Linked DNA regions of Sus scrofa: region 2 is linked to region 1. A link is a contact called in public HiChIP or PLAC-seq data. All regions are on one chromosome and are shown on one strand. The core of a region is the stretch at or near the end of the contact, and the rest is flanking DNA. Distances in the headings are between cores, read along the strand shown. Region 1 holds the start of BNIP1 (vesicle transport protein SEC20). Region 2 overlaps CREBRF (CREB3 regulatory factor).

Evidence for each region. HiChIP or PLAC-seq counts read pairs in DNA pulled down with a chosen protein or histone mark.
Region 2: an H3K27ac HiChIP or PLAC-seq map of alveolar macrophages shows a contact between it and region 1. The contact joins the enhancer-like site here to the promoter of BNIP1 in region 1. A contact is called at or near these places in 12 of 47 Hi-C or Micro-C datasets (adipocytes, alveolar macrophages, embryonic fibroblasts and 8 more) and 1 of 2 datasets of contacts at active chromatin or transcription factors (alveolar macrophages).

What each region holds. Positions count from the first base shown.
Region 1 is chr16:51,138,366-51,141,989 of Sscrofa11.1, reverse strand. BNIP1 (vesicle transport protein SEC20) reads left to right here and starts at 1,601. Exons shown (of 6, transcript XM_003134044.6): 1 at 1,601-1,959. The coding sequence starts at 1,876. LOC102165988 (a long non-coding RNA gene) reads right to left here and starts at 3,544. Exons shown (of 4, transcript XR_002339699.1): 1 at 2,303-3,544; 2 at 1,482-1,907.
Region 2 is chr16:51,195,522-51,199,145 of Sscrofa11.1, reverse strand. The region is part of intron 1 of CREBRF (CREB3 regulatory factor); the gene reads left to right. Among named protein-coding and RNA genes, the nearest start is that of CREBRF, 13 kb to the left of the region's middle. Within about 2 kb of position 1,990, at least 2 of the 83 cell types and tissues checked have an H3K27ac peak or open chromatin away from gene starts, as enhancers often do. A contact at or near this core is called in alveolar macrophages, where this site is marked.

The DNA.
Region 1 (3,624 bases), core at 352-2,851:
AGCGGCCAATGTGCTTTGCATTCTTAGCATGTGCCACATTACTACATTGTGCTTGGTGCTTTTTATGTATGACTTCATGTAGCTGTGATCTCCACCAGCTAGCCTCTGAGGAGGCTGAAGTACCGAGAGGGGAAGCCTGCCTTAACCCTCACGTGGCCTCTCTATTAGATGCAGTGGAATAATGAAGGCCTGGAGGGAGGGGGTGTGGAACACTGGAGGAATACAGATGTGGGAGCACGCAGCTCCCCCCTTATTCGACACTATTCAAGGGGCCATATTTGGTTTTTGAGGGAAGGAAGATAGGGCTTTCACTTAAGGCTCTGCCACTTTTAATTTGGGCAACCTTGGGGCAAGGATGTTTTGTTCTGTTTTTGTCTTTTTTGTCTTTTCTAGGGCCGTACCCACGGCATGTGGAGGTTCCCAGGGTAGAGGTCTAACTGGACCCCTCATCGGTTCCCAGACCGCAGCCTACACCAGAGCCACAGCAACACCAGATCTGAGCCTCGTCTGCGACCTACACAACAGCCCACTGCAATGCCAGATCCTTAACCCACAGAGCAAAGCCAGAGATCAAATTCAAAACCTCATGGTTCCTAGTCGGATTCGTTAACCACTGAGCCACGACGGGAACTCGTTTTTTGTTTTGTTTTGATCTGGCCTTAGTCCAACTCCCGAACTGTGAAACTGGGTTATTACCTATTTCAAGGGTGGTTGTGAGGCTAAAGGGCAACAGCTGACACTCAGTTTTTCCCAGTCTATGATTGCAGAACAAAGGTGAATGGGGTGAGGGCAAGTGGGGAAAAGCATTCTAAGAAGGAGAAAAGCACATTCCACAACTACAGATCCAGACTTCCCATTTGCTCAGGGTGTTAAGCATCCAGCACTGTCACTGCAATGGCTGGGGTTGCTGCTCCGGCAAAGGTTCAATCCCTGGCCCAGGAACTTCCACATGTCCCAGGCACAGCCAAAGAGAAACCACCCAAAAAACAAAACAAAAACCCCACAACTACGGACCCAAAAAGAGCTTGAAGAATGCAAGGGGGGCGGGGGCGCTGGGTGGGGTAGCTGATGGTCTTGAGGGCCAAGTTAAGAAACTTGGACTATTTTATAAGAAAAATAAAGTGAAAGACTCTCTGTCTGTTGAGAGAGAGACAACAGCCAGGTTGTTATTTCCATCAAAACTACTCCAGCCAGGTAAATTATTTAATAAATCTAATTGTACACAAAAGGGAACCGCCAGGAGCAGAGAAGGGGTATAAACTGGAATGTGACTTACCAGTTGCGCATTTTAGACGCAAAGATCCCTAGCACTCAAGCTGGACTAACAGAAGATTCCCTAGGGACTTGCCTTGAATTTCGTATATTTAAAAAAGTGTAACAACGTTTGTCATTTTTTTCTTTCATTCCACAATTTATATTCACTGTAGAAAATATGAAAATACAAGAAAGTTTAAAAAAGTGTAAACAATTGTTAATTATACCTTTCAGAGATATCCCAGTTGATACTTTTCTTCCAGCGGTTCCCCCCACCCCCCGCCCCCATGCAAAAAACCCCGCATTCTTTAGAGTGGCTGATGGGCGGAGTATGCGGAGGGATCACCGTTAAAGCGTTCTCGATAATACCCTCGGCTCTCGCTCTCGCTCTCGCTCTCTCTCTCTCTCTCTCTCTCTCTTAACTAGATCCACACCAACAGGCCGACTGAGTGCGCGCCCACGTGTCAGGGAAAGTCCCCACCACTGCGCCGCCGCCCTCGCTCGCCGCAGGCCGGTCTTTAGGGGGCGCTGCCCCAAGGCCCGGCCGGGAAGGAAGGGAGGCCGGGAGAAAACGCGTTGGAACTTGGGCCCCGCGGCTGTCCGTAGTCAGCATTCCCCAACATGGCGGCTCCCCAGGATGTCCACGTACGGATCTGTAACCAAGAGATTGTTAAATTCGACCTGGAAGTGAAGGCGCTTATTCAGGTACTAATTCCCAGGACCCCCAATGGGGACCAGCGGCCCGAAACCCAAGTGGTTTTGGTTTTCTTTCAGCTCGGCGGTCTCACTGCTGAGCTTTCCCCATCTGGTCAAGTCTCCGAGGTCGCTGGCCCCGCCCCCTTTTCCTAGCTGCTCCCCTTTTGGTCCCGTTCCCTTCATCCCCTGGACTCTTCTCCTTGATCCTTCTTCCGGCTCCCGTTGGCTCGCCCTCTCCAAGGCCTCTCCTCTCCCTCTCCCTTCCCCAGCCTCCGCCTCAGGCCTGGCTACCTTTTTGTGGCCCCTGCCCCACTCCGGCCGTTTCCTCGCCCTGCCCCAGTCTCCAATTTACCTGTCATCCTGCTTGGCCCTGCCTTCTGACACCGCCCTTTCCATCCTTTGGTAGAGTCCTGGGGGCCGTTAACCCCGGCCCCTGTGGCCAGTTCCGTGGGTCTGATGTCCCGGGTCACCAAAGGCCCCTTGGCGCGGGAGGCACTGGATGAAGTGAACGTAACCTGGACGTTGTGATTTGTAAATTAGGAAATCGAGTCAAGGGCCAAGGCCTGGGTCAGAGGGCAGATAATGGCAAAACTGGGGTCGGACAGGGAAAGTCAGTATAGAAAAAAGACTTGAGTCTACTTCGTTTAACAGATGGGGTAATTGAGGTCCTTTGTTTTAGGCCGTTTGAGGGTAGAAGATAACAATAAACCCCTTGGCATAGGCAAGAGTTAGGAATGTAGAAATGGTTACTTGAGTTTAGCAAAAGGAAACCAAGAGTTTAAAATCTTCATTTGAGGCAGATCGTTTCCATTTACAACAAACGTTACTAAACGTTGGATGTAGACTGAGAATTTGCAGCCAACTGTGGTAAAAGGTGGAGGAAAATAAGGCTCCCCACAGAAGCCAAATGCAAAATAAACCAAATTAATAGTTTATTATATGGAGCAAAGAAGTGTGATTTAATGCATAATCCATAGAACAAGTGAGGCAACTTGATGCAAACAGTTAAACTCTTGAACTTCATGTTTCCGATGTATAAACTACAAACCTCTGGGCCAATTTTAGAAAAATAAGTTGAGGAGTCATAAAACAAACGAAACTGTCTTTTCACATAATCTATATTGCTTAAGCCCTTTTGGGCACTCTCTAGCTCTCTTTGTTCTTGTGATGAGAACAGTTGATCATAGCTAGAGTTAGCGCATTCTTACTGTGTTCCAACTCCTCTGCTAAACCCTTTACTACATACCTGATCTATGAAGTAGGTAATGTTGGGATGAGGAAACTAAGGCACATAGGACTCAGTAACTTTTTCAAGGTAAAATAAAACAGCTTATAATTGCTACAACCAGAATTTGAATGTACATAATATATCCTAGGGCCTGCTTTAAAACCTGGCCCTGGAAATTCTGAATGTCCAGAAGCAAATTCTAAATCTATCTTTGAGCATGTTTATAAACAGTGACTTACAATAGAGGGTTTATAAAATTAGATCAAGAAGTTAATCTTGTCATATAATGCCAAATATTAGCATCCTGACTTTTTTTTTGGTCTTTTTGCTATTTCTTTGGGCCGCTCCCGCGGCATATGGAGGTTCCCAGGCTAGAGGTCCAATCGGAGCTGTAGCCACCGGCCTATGCCAGAGCCACAGCAACATGGGATCCGAGCCGCGTCTGC
Region 2 (3,624 bases), core at 741-3,240, 57 kb before region 1:
TTCCTGCTGCGTATGAGTATCTCTCTTAAAAGTCTTTTTTTGTTGTTGTTTTTTGATGATTTTTATTTGTTCCATTATAGTTGATTTACAGTGTTCTGTCAATTTCTACTGTACAGTAAAGTGAACATGCTCATACATATATATATATATTCTTTTTCTCACATTATTCGCCATCACAAGTGATTAGATACAGTTCCCTGTGCTATACAGCAGGATCTCATTGCTTATCCACTCCACATGCAATAGTTTGCATCTATTAACCCCAAACTCCCAGTCCATTCCACTCCCTCAATAAAATTCTCTAAGAAGGCTTGTGTCTTTCTCCAAGACAACGTTCCAAGGAGAGATCACTTCTGAGATTTAGTATATTTTCTTAGCTCTTCAAGATTCTCAGTAAAATGTGGTTTTAATTATTTAATAAAAATTTGTGGCCAACTTAATTTTACCCTCTTAAAGTTTTTTGGCCGTGCTGGTGGCATGTGGAAGTTCCTGGGCCAGGGGTCAAACCCACACCACAGCAGTGACATTGTAGAGTCCTTAACCCACTGGGCCACCCGGGAACTCCTAACCCCTTATTTTTTTAAACTCTGAGAGTAAGGATAAAAGGAGACTATTAGGTTGACCCAGGGATAAAGAATTCACAAGGTGTTATGGCATAAAGACAGTATCCAAATTGGATTACCATCAAACTAGGATAACCATCTGGTTTGAGATTTACTTGCCTGTTTTCCAGATTCTGGAGTTTTGAGAATTGCTGTGGAAGGGTAGAGAATAGCGATTCGTCTACAGTCATGTTCACAGGATTAGTGTTACGTGATGAAGGAAAAATGCAGCCCCCAGGTTTTCTCCAGTGCATTGCATAGTCAGCCTCTGCTTCCTCAATGGTTTGGAGATTTGAGGATCTCTGACTTCTGCTGTACCATGAACTAGGTAGTGGCTTGATTTAGTAAGCTTCTGAAGGTCTGTTTTATTCAACCCTTACTTACTAAGTAGTTTTCAGAAGGAGAGGAATTGAAGTGTAGCAGTTTGGATGGACTGCGTGGTGGTCTTTCCTTCCTCCCAGCCTCCTCTCTCTTTCATCTTGGGGGTTAAATCACAGAAGAAATTATTTATTTAAATAGGTGTCATGACAGTTACAAAGAGAGAACCTAAGAACTCTGCTCACATGAAAAAAAAAATGATGACTATGAACTAGCAAAGTTTAAAATCAAAATAAACCATGATATAGGAATTATATAACAGTATAAATGTGTTGGCCTTTCTAACCACAGACGTTTAAAAAAATTCTCATTGTGGTAAACAAATTTTGCCATTTAAACCGTATTGTCTACCATTCAGTGGCATTAAATGTGTTGATTTGTGTAACCATCACCACTATTCTGAAATACGGAGAATATTTTCATCATCCCAAACAGAAACTTGGTACCCTATTACTCTCTCAGTCTCTGGTACCTTCTCTTCTACTTTTTATCTACATGATTTGCCTATCCTGATACTTCATCTAAGTGGAAATCGTGTAACGTTTGTCTTTTGTGTCTGATTTATTTCATTTAGCATAAAGTTTTCAAGGTTCATGTATGTGTAGCACGTAGCAGGGTTTCATTCCTCTTTATGACTGAGTGATGTTGCATTGTATGTGTATACCACATTTGTTTATCCTTTTATCTGCAATCATTAGGGTTGTTTACACCTTTTGGCTGTTGTGAATAATGCTGCTGTGAACATAGGTGTACATGTATCTGAGTTCTTGTTTTCAATTTTTTTTTTTTGGTATATATCCAGAACCGGTAGAGCATATGGCAATTCTGTTTAACTTTTTGAGGAAATACTAAACTGTTTTTCAGGTATACCATTTTACATGCCCACCAGCAGTTTTTCCATATCCTCGTCGCACTTGTTATTTTCTGTTATTTGGATGATAGGCATCCTGATGGGTGTGTCAAAACATTTTTAACTTCTACTCTGATGACTGTTGGATGACTCAGAAGTGCTTCTTACCATTGTGAGGAACCAGTTCCCTCAAGATAGTAAAAGGAAGCAGTGGCCTAAGCCAGTGCCATGTAAGGGGAGCTTCAGGGATTCTAGCCATCATATACAGTACCTGCTTATTCATAGATATTTTCATTTATAAAGTGGTTTATATTTTTCTTGATGTCAGCTTCTTTTTTTTTTTTTTTTTTTTTTTTGCTTTTTGGGGCTGCACCCTCAGCATATGGAGGTTCCCAAGGCTAGGGGTCGAATCAGAGCTGCAGCTGCAGGCCACAGCTGCAGCTGCAGGCCACAGCCATAGCCACAGCCACACAGGATCATCACAGCTCATGGCAACACTGGATCCTTAACCCACTGAGCAAGGCCAGGGATTGAACCAGCAACCTCATGGTTCCTAGTCGGATTCATTTCTGCTGCGCCAGGATGGGAATTCCAAGCTTTTTTATTATATATATTGGACTCTCATGGATCAGCTGAGGCCCTCAGATTCAGAAGAGGCACAATTTAGGAACTCTTGGATATGTGTGAGCTGCCAGGGCCACATCAGTTAGCTCTCTGGTTTGCTTTTAAAGGTTGGATTCATGGTTTGAGCAGTCCCAGGAAAGAGCTTTTTTAAGAAGTCCTTTGACCTTACCTATCATTTTACTTTACCTTTTGCCTTTGCCTAATGTACATAGTAAGCCCCAACATATCTTAAAATGGGGAACCAAAATAAACAAAAAAACAAACAAACCCTAGGGTAGGACCTGGTGGAAAAGGTTGTGAAAAAGATTGAAGTCATGGCTCTCTTCTAGTGGTACCAGTGCTATTCATTAGTCAGTCATTTGCCCCATCTCCTTGCTTTGGAGAGGTAGTTCTCTGTTACTGAAGTATCTTCTTGTGCCTATGAGCTGTGGTGGAATAGTTAAATAGTTTTGAATGAGCCAGGTACAGAAAATCTATTGGTAAATATTATTTCTGATGGACCACAGTCTTTTCTCCCTTGAAAAGACTCACAAAACTGTACTGGTACTGGTGAGCCAGAGCTGCGAATAGGGAAGTAAAAACTAAGGGAATTAATTTAGCCTTTCCTCTAGCTGTCATTGTTATTGGTTTGTGTGGGGGTTTTTTTGTTGTTTTTTCCTGAATAAACACTAGTCCTTGAGGTCAGCTTGAGGGCAGGATAGAGGATTTTGTGATCAAATAAGTTTGAGAAATGAGATGTGCTCTGTTCATCTTTTGGTGATTTATAGTGCACGTTTTCACCTAGTATCTTCAAGTTCCCAAGGAGCCCTGTGTAAAGGCAACATAACAGTTTTATTTAATGTGGTGTTTTCCTAACCTCCCAACCCTTTTGTTGAGTAACCATTTAACATTCCTAGGAACAAATATTTCTCAGGCCACACATGGGAAATTAGATCATTGCTTTTTAGGGATTTCGATACCAAAATGTTGAGTAAAATGTGGATATTCTTGAGCCTACACAAGTGTGAAGACATCCCCCCAAAGCAAGCTGTTACACCTTCCTCCTCAGTGTTACTCAGCCTTCTAAGCATTAATGTCCCTTTTGCATATGGCTCCCTAGAATAGGAGGTAGTTTTAGAGCAGTGTGTCATGATGGAAGATTCTGTGTGTTGGTAATTGCCGTAGAGGCCC